2 separate regions of the Zea mays genome follow, and region 1 is linked to region 2. The links are chromatin contacts, called in public Hi-C maps. All regions are on one chromosome and are shown on one strand. Each heading gives the region's core, a stretch centred on a gene start, on an enhancer-like site or on the middle of the called end of the contact. The rest is flanking DNA. Distances are from core to core; before and after follow the strand shown.

Evidence for each region. A called contact is a pair of places that touch in the nucleus more often than the background predicts.
Region 1: a contact with region 2 is called in a Hi-C map of leaf, with 2.8 times the contacts expected there. The contact joins the promoter of LOC100286308 here to the promoter of LOC100285290 in region 2. A contact is called at or near these places in 4 of 25 Hi-C or Micro-C datasets (bundle sheath, ear, leaf and 1 more).

Annotation. Positions count from the first base shown.
Region 1 is chr7:156,310,712-156,316,689 of Zm-B73-REFERENCE-NAM-5.0, forward strand. It overlaps LOC100286308, which reads left to right and starts at 2,300. Exons shown (of 3, transcript NM_001159195.1): 1 at 2,300-2,508; 2 at 3,160-3,387; 3 at 4,096-4,307. The coding sequence starts at 2,446. The coding sequence ends at 3,381. LOC100284717 (COP9 signalosome complex subunit 7) reads right to left here. Exons shown (of 9, transcript NM_001157612.1): 9 at 5,278-5,602.
Region 2 is chr7:156,175,262-156,181,130 of Zm-B73-REFERENCE-NAM-5.0, forward strand. LOC100285290 (FK506 binding protein) reads left to right here and starts at 3,283. Exons shown (of 7, transcript NM_001158183.2): 1 at 3,283-3,508; 2 at 3,651-3,720; 3 at 3,971-4,188; 4 at 4,989-5,098; 5 at 5,543-5,651; 6 at 5,834-5,869. The coding sequence starts at 3,463. It overlaps LOC100279932, which reads right to left and starts at 3,015. Exons shown (of 7, transcript NM_001366109.1): 1 at 2,805-3,015; 2 at 1,597-1,810; 3 at 647-813. The coding sequence starts at 1,795.

The sequences.
Region 1 (5,978 bases), core at 1,050-3,549, 130 kb after region 2:
TAGAGCTCTCCTCCTGATAACATAGAGGATTTTGCTTCCTTTGATGCTTCAATCGATGAATACTCTAGGGAAGAGAGTTCTCCACACTAACAACTTTGGAGGTCTTCTTGGGCCCTCCTTGGCGGACTTATCTTTCTTTTTTCTTCTTGGAGGGACATGAGCTTTCGCTCGAGTTGATGGTGGGGGGACCAATGGAGGCCCTCTTACCAAATTGTTCTAGAAAATGACTCAATCTCGATTCATCACAATTCCCTAGAGCCCAATCTGGTTATGTGGTGGCCAGTTATATATCAACATCTATACTAGGTTCTAGCATATTACAAAATTTGGTATTTTGAACAATATTATCTAAATGGTAAAGAAATTCTATGTACTAGTGGTCGAGGCACTATAAGAGAATAGAATGCTATGGAGTAACCCTTTGGATAATCACCGATGTTGATGAAGATTTGCTTCAAATAGCCATTCACGTCGGATTCTATCAACTCTGCCTCAGAATAGAATACTGAGAACAATCGGTTGGTTTGCCATATTCCCAGACATAATTTGCCTTTTACATCAAAGGGGGACTCGACACCGAATCCAACCAGTTGCTACATGGACAACCGAGAGCCCCAAATCCTTCATCTCAGCAATTCTTTTAGAGGTGGCAGCCACAACGTCAATAAATTAGGGTGACGAGTCACTCACTCACTCAATGCGATGGGTTTGGCGTTGACCAAGGAACTCTGGAAGCTTGGGGTATGGTTAGAATATAAAATCATTTTTATGCCATGTCTTCCAAGAGGTTTCGAAGGGGCAATCTAGTCATACTTGGTTGGCCCTCAATTGCACACCAACACTGCCCACCACTGTTGGCTTTTCCTTATCAGGGCAGGGAGAAAGAAAGAGCAAATAATGGAACGGGGGATTCCTAAGAAGGTCTCACACAAATGGGCAAATATGGTTGTGGAGTATATAATTAGGTTCAAATGGATCATCTCTATTTGTAATAACTTAAGAGATCCCTGAGGAAAGCAGATGCTAGGATCCCCAACTCATGAAGGAAATGTTGAAAAACTAGTACTTGATTAGCATCATGGCATGGGAAAGGATTCAGTATTGTCTGGAAGCTTCCATGAGATGATGTCTTTTTCTAGGAGTTTCATCGCCATTAGAATAGTCAAATCTTTTGCGTCAATGGTTGACTTCTCGAACTCGTGCAGGTTAGATTTGGGCATGCATGTGTGAGCTTAGGCGAAGGAATCTGGGCTAGAGCTCCACGAGGCTGGGTTGCAGAAGCGAAGGTGGAGTTTTTGCGGCAGTGGAAAGTAGACGAAGGATGAATGCTCAGGTTCACATAACCCTAAGGGGGTTGCGTCTTTGGTACTTATAACCCTAAATGTCGACAAGTGATATACAGAAGCTTAAGCGTCACGTGGCCATCGAGCACCAATTCGGTGTCTTCTGGCCAAGTTATGAACAGTGAACGACCAAGTCCCAGGACTTGGGGGCTAGACTTTAACCTAGATAACTCGGCTGACAGAAGTGATGACCCAAGAACAATAAACTAAATAGTTGTTGAGTAATTCTACGTAGGCATAGTCTGGTGTACCTGAGCTAGTGACTCCGCTAAGCCAGACTTGGGGGCTACATCCATAGGATGAACTAGAAGTGCATGCTCATAATTTTCAAAACTTTGATTTTATGTTGGTTACATCACTCAATCTTGAAATAGGTCAATAGAGTCTAACCTACCGAGTTGACAACCCTGCTATGTCGGACTTGGGTACCCTGGGTACGTTGATTCTAAATGTGCTAGATTGCGGGACCAACCTAGACTCGGTATTAGGAGAACTCACCCACGTCACGTTGAAGTATGTGTGTTCAAATAAGTAAGGAAGATTGTATGATTTGTAGGAGATTCAGATAGTATCTAACCAAATAGAAAAATCACTTATCTTATCCATCTAACGAAACAAACAATAGACATCCATATCCCCTCTCTGTCGGGGAAAAATATTATGTACCATCAATTATGTTGGTGCAATTGTTCAATCAAATGATCTTATGCAATCAAAATCAAACCCAATGGTGACTACCTAAAACATAATATTTATTTTATATTTAACTTATTTCACCTAAAATAATAATCATAGTTGAATTTAGATCGCTTGATTGCATAATTATGTCAGAATAATTGATTGCACGGGATATTATTGTCCTCGTCATCAAACTAAACACTTACGTAGAGCCGTTTAAAAGGCTAGATCGAGGCCCACGCAAAGAAGTCGCGCCCCACTCGATGACTACCGAAGCCCAAAGGCCTCCGCGGCGTCTCGGCTAGTCGCCTTTCCATTTTTACCCCCTTCTCTCTCCTCTCCGGCCGTTGCCGTTGCTCCGCGCCGCTCTCCTGTCAGTAGCCGCTGCCGCCGACGCTGCAAGTGTGAGTCTGTCGCCGCGGCCATGTTCGCCTGGATCCTCCGCGGCTGCCGCGACGAGTGCTCCGCCTCCGACCAGCTCAAGCAGGTTGTCCTCTCACCCCAAAATCTGTTTCTCCCCCTCGATTTCGAAAGAACCACGATGGAAAAAGAAGGTTGCCCCATCGCCCCTTGCCATTTGAGAGTCTTGGGGTAAAGGATGATCTCGTGTACGACGTTGCCAAGACGAATGAAGACGTGCGGAAACTGTGAGGTAGAGAAAATTGAGCAGTTCGTGTGATGTGTCGTTTTCGGACTAGGTGTGCCGGTGTGCTCCCCTTGGCTTACCTGCGTCTGTGTTGTTCACTTCCTGGATGGACTTCGTCAATATTTGTTGTTTTGTCAAATAAACTGCTAGTGGATCAATGTGTGGGTTTCCTTCTGCTACCTGGATCAATGAGTTTGATATGCAAGTTTTCGTAGCTCCGTGTTGGGGGAAACACCAGAAACTTTTTTGTTTTCTTCGGAAATGTTGTTTCACACCCTTCTACATTCTCTAACTAGGACAAATTGCATCATGCACTTGTAGTTGTGCTCACTGAAGTTAATGCAGTTTCATTTCTTTTATTTACTGTGCTGCTGAACCAACCAAAAACTCAAAACTTACTAAATTAAACTAAAAGAGTGTGATCTGATCTGGTTGACGTATTTCATTTCTCGATGCTGAATTGATCACTTGCAGCATGTGCTGGCTCTGCAGGCTCACGATGTCTTCAAGGCGAAAGAGGTGGTCCTGCAAAAGAAGATCTCTCAAGAGGTGGAACGGGCCAAGGAGTTCACAAAGTCGGGAAACAAGCAGGCAGCAATGCAGTGCCTGAAGAGGAAGAGGTACTACGAGAGTCAAATGAACCAAGTTGGAAGCGTTCAGCTGCGCATTAACACCAAGGAGAGAATGATCGCTGATCACACGGGCAACAAATAACACAAAGTGAGACCGCATCTCTGGAACCGTGTATCGAACACAGCTTTGTTCTGTTCAGATATGAAATCTTGTGAGAATGAGATGTCAACCATTGGTGTGTTCTTCGCCAAACAGCATATCACACTTAACATTAGTGTGCCTTTAACATAAGCATAAGATATTACATTTTGGACCAAACTTCTTGTTTCCTAGGCATGACCACTTATTTCCTAGCATACTGCAGTGTATAGTGTGAGCCATACGTGTTCTTCATCCACATTCTCACCGTATTCAACTGAATAGCAATTAGTAAGTCATTTATGTTTCAAGTTTTTTTGGCACTCTGCACAGAAGGGTTACAATATGGTATTTTCTTGAATTGAGATAGAGGCAGTGTATTCCTCTCTTTGCAGGCGTTCTGGAGCAGCAGAGTAAATCCATGAATCTTGATTAGTACAAGTTGAATCATGTTATTGTGCCTATAATTGGGGAGGAAGTTGAGCGTAATCACTATCTCTATCTAAGCACAACACTCTGCATCTGAAAGTTGTTGTGCTCCCTCCGTATTACCATGTGGCCTGGTCCTATTTTCTTTTTTGGACAAGTACATAACATAGTTTGTTTGTTTTTACAACAAGTACAACACAAAACTTGTTGCTTATGTGTTCATCATTTTTTTTTGTGTTTTATCTCTTGTTCAGTTGCCATTCATTAAAAGTTGGTTCTCTTTTGCAGAGTAAATGATGACAGTTTGTATATCTGAGCAGCTACGTTAACCTCTAAAACAGCAAGCCGGCAAGCCGACTCTATCATGTATTTTTAACATAGAGATAGCCTTGTCCTTTTCTTATCGTTCAGTAAACTACATTGTAAACACTGTCCTGCCATTTTGCTCCTGATTTTCCTGAACTTTCTGTTCTGCGTAATGACATTTGTGTGAATGTTTTCGACCTCGGATCGAATTTTCATTAGCTTTGCGCCCCGTGAAGACAAAACAGAGCCTTTTCTAGCCACAATGTCGTGCTGAATGGATTGTTCACTGCTCAAACCCAAGTTCATGATACCTGGAGCTGTTGGAGCGCGCTGCACAAAACGGGGAATAATTTGGAACATACTTCCCTTCTTTTTGGAGGAATGGACAGGCGTGTTAGCTTGTGGCACATAGTCGTCGGTGGTGGTAATAGAACACAATCTTTTTTGTTTAAAGAATCAATTTATTCTAAATGAGCTAACATATTATAAGTTCATTCCATAAATTTAGTGAAATAAACTTATTCCTTATATTATTACTAATTATTAGTCTATAAAAATGAAATGATAATAAATCAATTTATTCCTTTTTATAAATCAAAAAGTAGGTGAGAACATAATACACTACCTCGTTCCTTAAATTGAACATGCTATAAATAGTCCTTCACAATTTATTTAACCTCTTAATTAACTTTATTTCAAAAATAAATGAAAATATAGTCTTATCCTAATATGAGATTCCATCCTTAAATTTTAGGATAAAATTTTTTATTTCAAAAATAAATGAAAATATAGTCTTATCCTAATATGAGATTTCATCCTTAAATTTTAGGATAAAATTTAGAGCCCATTGATTAGCCCTAAATTGAAGAGAATTAGAGTGGACTAACATTAAATCTCTTGCTAGTCAAAATTGATAGAAGGATTTAATCCCCCTCAGTCACCTGTGCAACCTACCAATGCCTAATTGTAGTTGAATATCTAACACAATCGAGAGAACATGAATCCGTTGGTTGGTATAAAATCACAGCCAAAAATTGGAACGGATCTATATCATCTTAAAATTAAAAACGGCGAAGATTCACGTCACATCAATGGCAAATAGGGCACCTGCAGCGCCCATGGCCACGACCCTGCGAGCACCCCACCACACAAAACATCAAAACATGACAGAACGAAATGAAACTTGGAGAAAAACCCAGTGCCATAACCATAACAGCGCTATTTCTACCATGGGTCATCTACCAAAAAATACAACATAACGTCAAGGTTTGAACCTGTACATTCCCTACCAAAACACACACACGCGAGCAGTTTGACCAGAAGGCAAAATATCTGACTCGCTACACTGGACTACTGGAGGCATTATATGACAAATGTACAATGCTTCCTCGCTCTGGCGTCAAAATGTCTCAATCAAGGTATCAGCAGTTCCCATTGTAGGAGAGATTTGTAAGGGCTTAATTGAAACTACGCCAGTGGTTGTCGCCTCCTGCAATATCAGTGTAACAAATTAATACACAATAGAACACAATTCTGTACAACGACAAAGAGGGTTAATAACACGGTGACTCATGGTAGCTCTTGTACAAAGTAACATTTGGACGAAACATTAAGGGCATGTTTTGATTTGTGGCTAATTATGACACACTTTGCCTAAGGTTAGTCGTTCGAATTGAAGAACTAACCTTAGGCAGAAAAGTTAGACAAAGTGTGGCAAGTTATGCAGCGAACCAAACAGGCCCTAAGCTTTATAGTTGAACCTACAAAAGCTAGCTAAAAACTGTTCCCTCTTCCAAATTGTAAGTCATTCTGCTTTTCGAGATACATAACCTTTGATAAGCACCTAGATCTAGATTAGATTCATA
Region 2 (5,869 bases), core at 2,033-4,532:
TTGAAAACTCCCTCCATTTCTTCATTATATGATGTTTAGAATTATTCATTTTTGAACTATTTTGCTGGTTCTAAATGTCATATCGCCCTTGATTAGCAGGAAACATACAATGCTAAAATTATGAGAAGTTCTGCACTTCTGCTCTTGGCTTTGTACATGAAAATCATTTACATGATGCAGGATTAATGTTAACAAGTTGCTCATTTGAGCAATGAGCATTCCAGTCAAGTACATAACATGCTGGTGACTATTGTTCTGGTCTCCCTATGCGATAGTATCCCAAGGAAAAATTGGGGGCAGCATACATTGAAATCAGAAACCAAAAAGAACTGCAGAACTACTTCCACTGTACAACATCCAAATTTTGGTGTCCTCTGGGACACAAATGTAATATTCAAGAAAGTATCAAACACCTGACAGGAAACTTCTAATAGCAAGTTATGTCAGAGGTGTAGGATGGTAAGACATATTACCAACCAACAGGTAGTTCAAGGCAAATAATGTGAATTTGGTAAAGCATATTCGCAATGAACAGATAGTTTTTAAAGGCAAATAATGAGGATTACATCCATCAAATCACGAATCAAGATGATACCAATGCATATAGTAACAATACAAATTTCAACAAAACAGACAAACAGCTTACCCCAGCTTTAGAAACTCTGAGCTCTACATCGTGGTTGTACATTTCGTAGATGTACTGTCCAAACTTAACACCATCCTTCCCTTCTTCCTTCAAGCGGCGTAGAACAAGCCACATATGGAGAACAAGCAACGAAAATGTTGTCTTAAATGTTTTCTCCAACTGAAAAACTGCAAAGGTACATGTAAGATATTTCTGTCTCAATATATCATGATCATAAAAAGATAAAAGTTCAGAGAAATCAGTTAACAAAAGCTAAATCATCTTATCATGATACTGATCTCTGCCTGAACAAAGATCACTCAATCCTTTGGTTTTGCACAACAAGCTACAAATTAATTCTTCACTACACCTGACGGAAACTTGTAGCACATACAACACAGTAGGGATAGACACCATCCTATGAGAAAATAAAACGTGTACGAGTAGCAACTGTGTATCTTTGGCAGGTGCCCACCACTAAAGCTACTAGTTTTTCAGGGGGGGGGGGGGGGGGGGGGGGGTGGTAGCCAGTAAACTTATGTCATACAAGCTCAGAATGTGCAATATGCATCAGCATATCAGGAATGATCAAGTTCTTGTTGCTAAAACTAATGTATATCAACTACTCTCTCCGAGTCTCCGTCCCAAAATATTAGTCGTTTTAGTTCTTGGTTTTTATGTCTATATTCAAATGGATGATGATGAATCTAGACACATACAAAACACATGCATCAAGAATTGTATGAACCTACTAATTCCTAAAACGACTACTATTTTGGGACGGAGGAAGTATTTAGATATGGATGGCCACCACCAACATATTCTTCTTAATAAATGGTTAACCAACTATGCAACTTATAAAAAATGACTATGCATATTTTAGCATTAGAACAGACAACAGAGCAAAATGAAAGACAGAAACAAATATCACATGGAAAAACAAGCAGATCCTGTAATAAGTAGGAAGTTACCATCATAAATGGCAGGTGTATCAACTTGAGAAGTGATTCGATCATAAACAACATTTGCTCCTCTGATGGACTTGCTTTGCTTACTGTAGAACAACAACAGTGTGAGAAGGAATCGCCTGATGCCTTTAAATTGTGGATCCACTGCTCTATGAGGAGAGTCAGGTGGCAACGCTAATGAACAGGGCTTGGATAAGAACATAGAATTCAGTCTGATCTGTGAAATAGAAAAGGAACCCATTAAGCTGCAAGTATAGGAGTTAAAAACAAATCAAATGATAATCAAAGCACCAGATCCTTGATCAAATTTGAGTTACTCAGATCCACAGAAAGCGGAGTATCGAGCAGCATTGACAAATGACAAATGTGATGATTCACAAGTACAAAGGAGCAATAGCTTGTTTGACTATGTATCCTCTTATTGCATCTCCCAGCAAATGCACATATTGTAGGCCATAAGCTTAAAAAATGTGTCACCTGTATATGCATATTTCTTTATGTCATAGAATAATCTAATTGTTGCAAGGTGGAAATGTGGAATGCAGTCGCAAAAACGTATAACCAGGGCCACGGCCACTGTTCTTAAGGTGTCGCCTAGGCGACGCCTAGGCGTCCAGGCGGAGGTCCAACGCCTAGGCGTTCAGGCGGTGGTCCAACAACTTGTCTCGCGTTACCGCTTTAAAAACCATGGCCACAACACTGTCATTTTGTGCAATTACTTTATTATTAGATCTAGTAAACAGGTCACAAACGCCAACAAGGCAACAAGGAGGTCTGAAGCCTGAAGGATGTAAAATTTGAATGCCACACAGTTCCCAGGGTACACAGAACACCACTAATTTGTGCTACTAACCAAGTTCCACAGTAACAAAACACAAGTCGCATATCACAATAACAAAACAAAGTCGCAAATCATCACAATAACCTGACTCAGAGCAGAGTTCTCCTACATGCATACAAAGCCCAACCTTTCCCACATGAGCAGACATACAGAAACAGGTGATTCGGTTGCTACTTTTTTTGACGTCAGGTTGCCACTAACGGTCTAACGTGGATACGCAACAATTGCGACCTAAAATGCGCGACGTCAAAGGCTTCCATCCCCAAATCCCAGTAGCTACTCAGAACAACCAGCTCGCCCTAACCATCGAGATCACACGGTGCAATCAGAGAACCCAAGTGGCGTACACGAGATGGGAGAGCGGCGGTACCTCGGACCACGTCCCGGCGGGCGGGGAGGTGGCGCCAGGGCCGGGCGACGTGGCGGTGGCAGTGGCGGCAGCGGACTTGGCGAAGGTTCTCGAGAGGGTTTGGGGAGGAAGCGGAGGTGGCGAGGGGGCCTTCGCCAATGCCCTGGAGAGGACGCGGGCCTCCGCCGCGGAGTTGCGGGACGCGGCGGCGGCGGAGATGCTGGAGGCGGCCGCGCGCCACCGTGACATGGTCTCCCGCTCGCGCTTCGCGTCTCGGCGGCTGCTTGGGGGGAACGGAGAAGGAGATGGTTATGGCTCACCGCCCTGGACTGAGCGTGATCAGGAGGCACGGGCCTAGCAGCAGATGCGACGCGGCGCTCTTGGCTCACTGACGCGTAGGTCCTCCCATCCGTAGCCTCAGCCTGCGGCTGGGCGCGGTCCACCTCGGCCCGTGCGCCGAGAGCCCGCAGCCGGAACGGAACGGACTGGATGCCGTCCAGTTCGCTCCTCGCAATGGGAGCGGAGCGGAGCGGACCCAAAAACTCGAAAAGTCGAAATCCAAACCCGCTGATCAGCTTATCCCCTTCGCAGGAGCCAGGACGGACGAACTGCGAGTACACGAGAGAGGACAGAGGAGAGGAGACACAGGCGACACGCGCCATTTGGGAGAGGGAAAGGAATGGAGCTGACGTCTTCTTCCCGCTCCGTGCTCTCCTCCTGCAACCGTGAGGCCTCCTCCTCCTCCTTGCTGGCGAGATTGCATGCCTGACGCGCAGCGCACGGTCGTGTTCGTTCTCAGTTTTCTCGCACCGCCCCAATTTAACAATTTTGATTGTGGGGTCCTGCTTGTGCTTGCGGCTATTGCAGGGCCGGTCGCTCGAGCTCTTTGCAGGACGGCGTACCCGGGTGCAAGGAGGAAGGAGAAGGGAATAGTATGGTAAGCCCTTGTTCATCCATTGGAAATGCTTGCTAACGCCATCTGTGTCGCGGTTGCGCAGCTATTTCGTTGATAACCTTCTTGTTTGGTGAAGTGAATGCACCCGCCATCGTAGGTGTTCATTTGTTCTTGACATTTTGAGAGACCTGCACTGCACACTCCATTTTCTTTTTTATCAAGAACTACAGTGCTGTTAGTGTATACAATGGTATCCTGAACGGAGATTCCTGCTGTGCAAAAAAAACTGCAGTATCTTGAGCGAGGAGAAAGAAGTGGTACAAAGGACGATCCGGAGGCGAGCTGCCTTTTCTTTGTTGCTGGCTTCGCCGGTGCTATCAGTGGCGTTCTCGGCCTATGGAAAGAGTAAAACCATGAACCCTTACGATGAAAGGCGTCTGCTTCAGCAGAATAAGAAGATTCAGGAAGCCAACCGTGCCCCTGAGGATTTCCCAAACTTCATCAGAGAAGGTGAAATCGTATTATTGATCTTGTCTTACAAGTTATGGGTTATAGACTGTCATATTCTTCATAATCTGTTGTTACTGTCGCAGTTTCTGTCAGATGCCATTTACTACTCACTTTTCTTGATTAGATGTTATTATATATTTTCTAGATAGGTTGGTGTAATTCTAGGGGAAACTAAAAGTCTGCAAGCTAATATTAATGAAAACTAAAAGCATGTAAGATACTAACTAATATTGTCTACTACCAAACAAAGTTTTGCAATCATGTAGAAGTTATTTCGCATACACGTGACATCTTGGATATTGTTTATATTAATGTACGAGTCACAAGAGAATTTGGGAATACTGCATTGCCAAAAATTCTATGGTTTTTTGTAAATTATGGAGTCACCTTTTTATATTCCCTAGTTTTATCTTTCAGTTTACTAACAATGTGAAAAATGACACAGAGATAGTGTCTAAGGACAACTGCTTCTGTCGAGGGCAACACTGCAACATAGTTTTTATTAGCAAGTGCACCTCTATATTTAAAAAAAACTAAAGAACTGTAAGTATGGATCAAATTTTCTGTATCGGCACAAGACATTTGATTCTGGAAAACTTTATGAGTGTATTATTTTTATATCTTAAGTACCACATAATGTTTGCTTAAATACAATGCCTTTAGTGACTTGGTCATTTATTTGCCTGAGAATAACCTTCATCAATGAACTCTTATCTATGCAGAACAAATGGGAACGTTTCTTAGCTTCAAACTAAACAGACCTGTAAAGTTTAATCATTCTGCAAATTAATGCATTTCAGGCTTCCAGGTCAAAGTAGTGACACCGGACAACTATATTACACGGGCCTCTGGACTAATGTATGAGGACATTAAAGTCGGTACAGGCGACTCTCCAAAGGATGGTCAGCAGGTTCTTCCTCCAAATCAACGGTTTTATTTTCTTGTGCTCATTTACTATTTATTTATGTGTGCCTAATCAATATAATTTTGGTGTTCTTGGATATGAATAGAATCATTTATTTGTCTATTATCTAATATGGTATGTTTGGAGATGTGTGCCAAAAAGATCAATTTGGTCCAAGTATATAGCGTGTTTCTTGTCATTAGTTACTACTTGTTATGTTTGACTACTGGTTATTAGTTACTACTTGTTATGTTTGACCTGGTTTGCTATTTATCTAGTGTGTTTCTTAAGGATGATCTAAGTACAATGCTATAACTATTAGAACTTTAGAACTAAGAAATCATTCTGCTTTGCTGCAAAATATGTTTCTAATATGCCTCAGTTCTTCCAGTTGGTGTTTCTAACATGCTTACTTTTGCATCATACTGATTTCTTTCAGTTCATCTACAGATTATATTCCATTATGTGGGCTACAATGAAGCAGGACGAAGAATAGATAGCACCTATATTCAGGGTTCCCCTGCAAAAATTCGGTTAGGGAACGGAACACTAGTTCCAGGAAAGTATTCACTGTCTCAATAGTTTTTTCCCCTATGCTCTGATTCAGCTACCACTATTCTTACTGCTTGCTGGAGCTGCTTTTTTTTAAGCCAATTTGAGAATTGAAATATTGCTCTGATGAATTTGTTGGGATATGGAATTGTAATAGATCACATCTCATTCTAGATATTGATACTTCAGGTTTTGAAGAAGGCATACGGGACATGAAACCAGGTG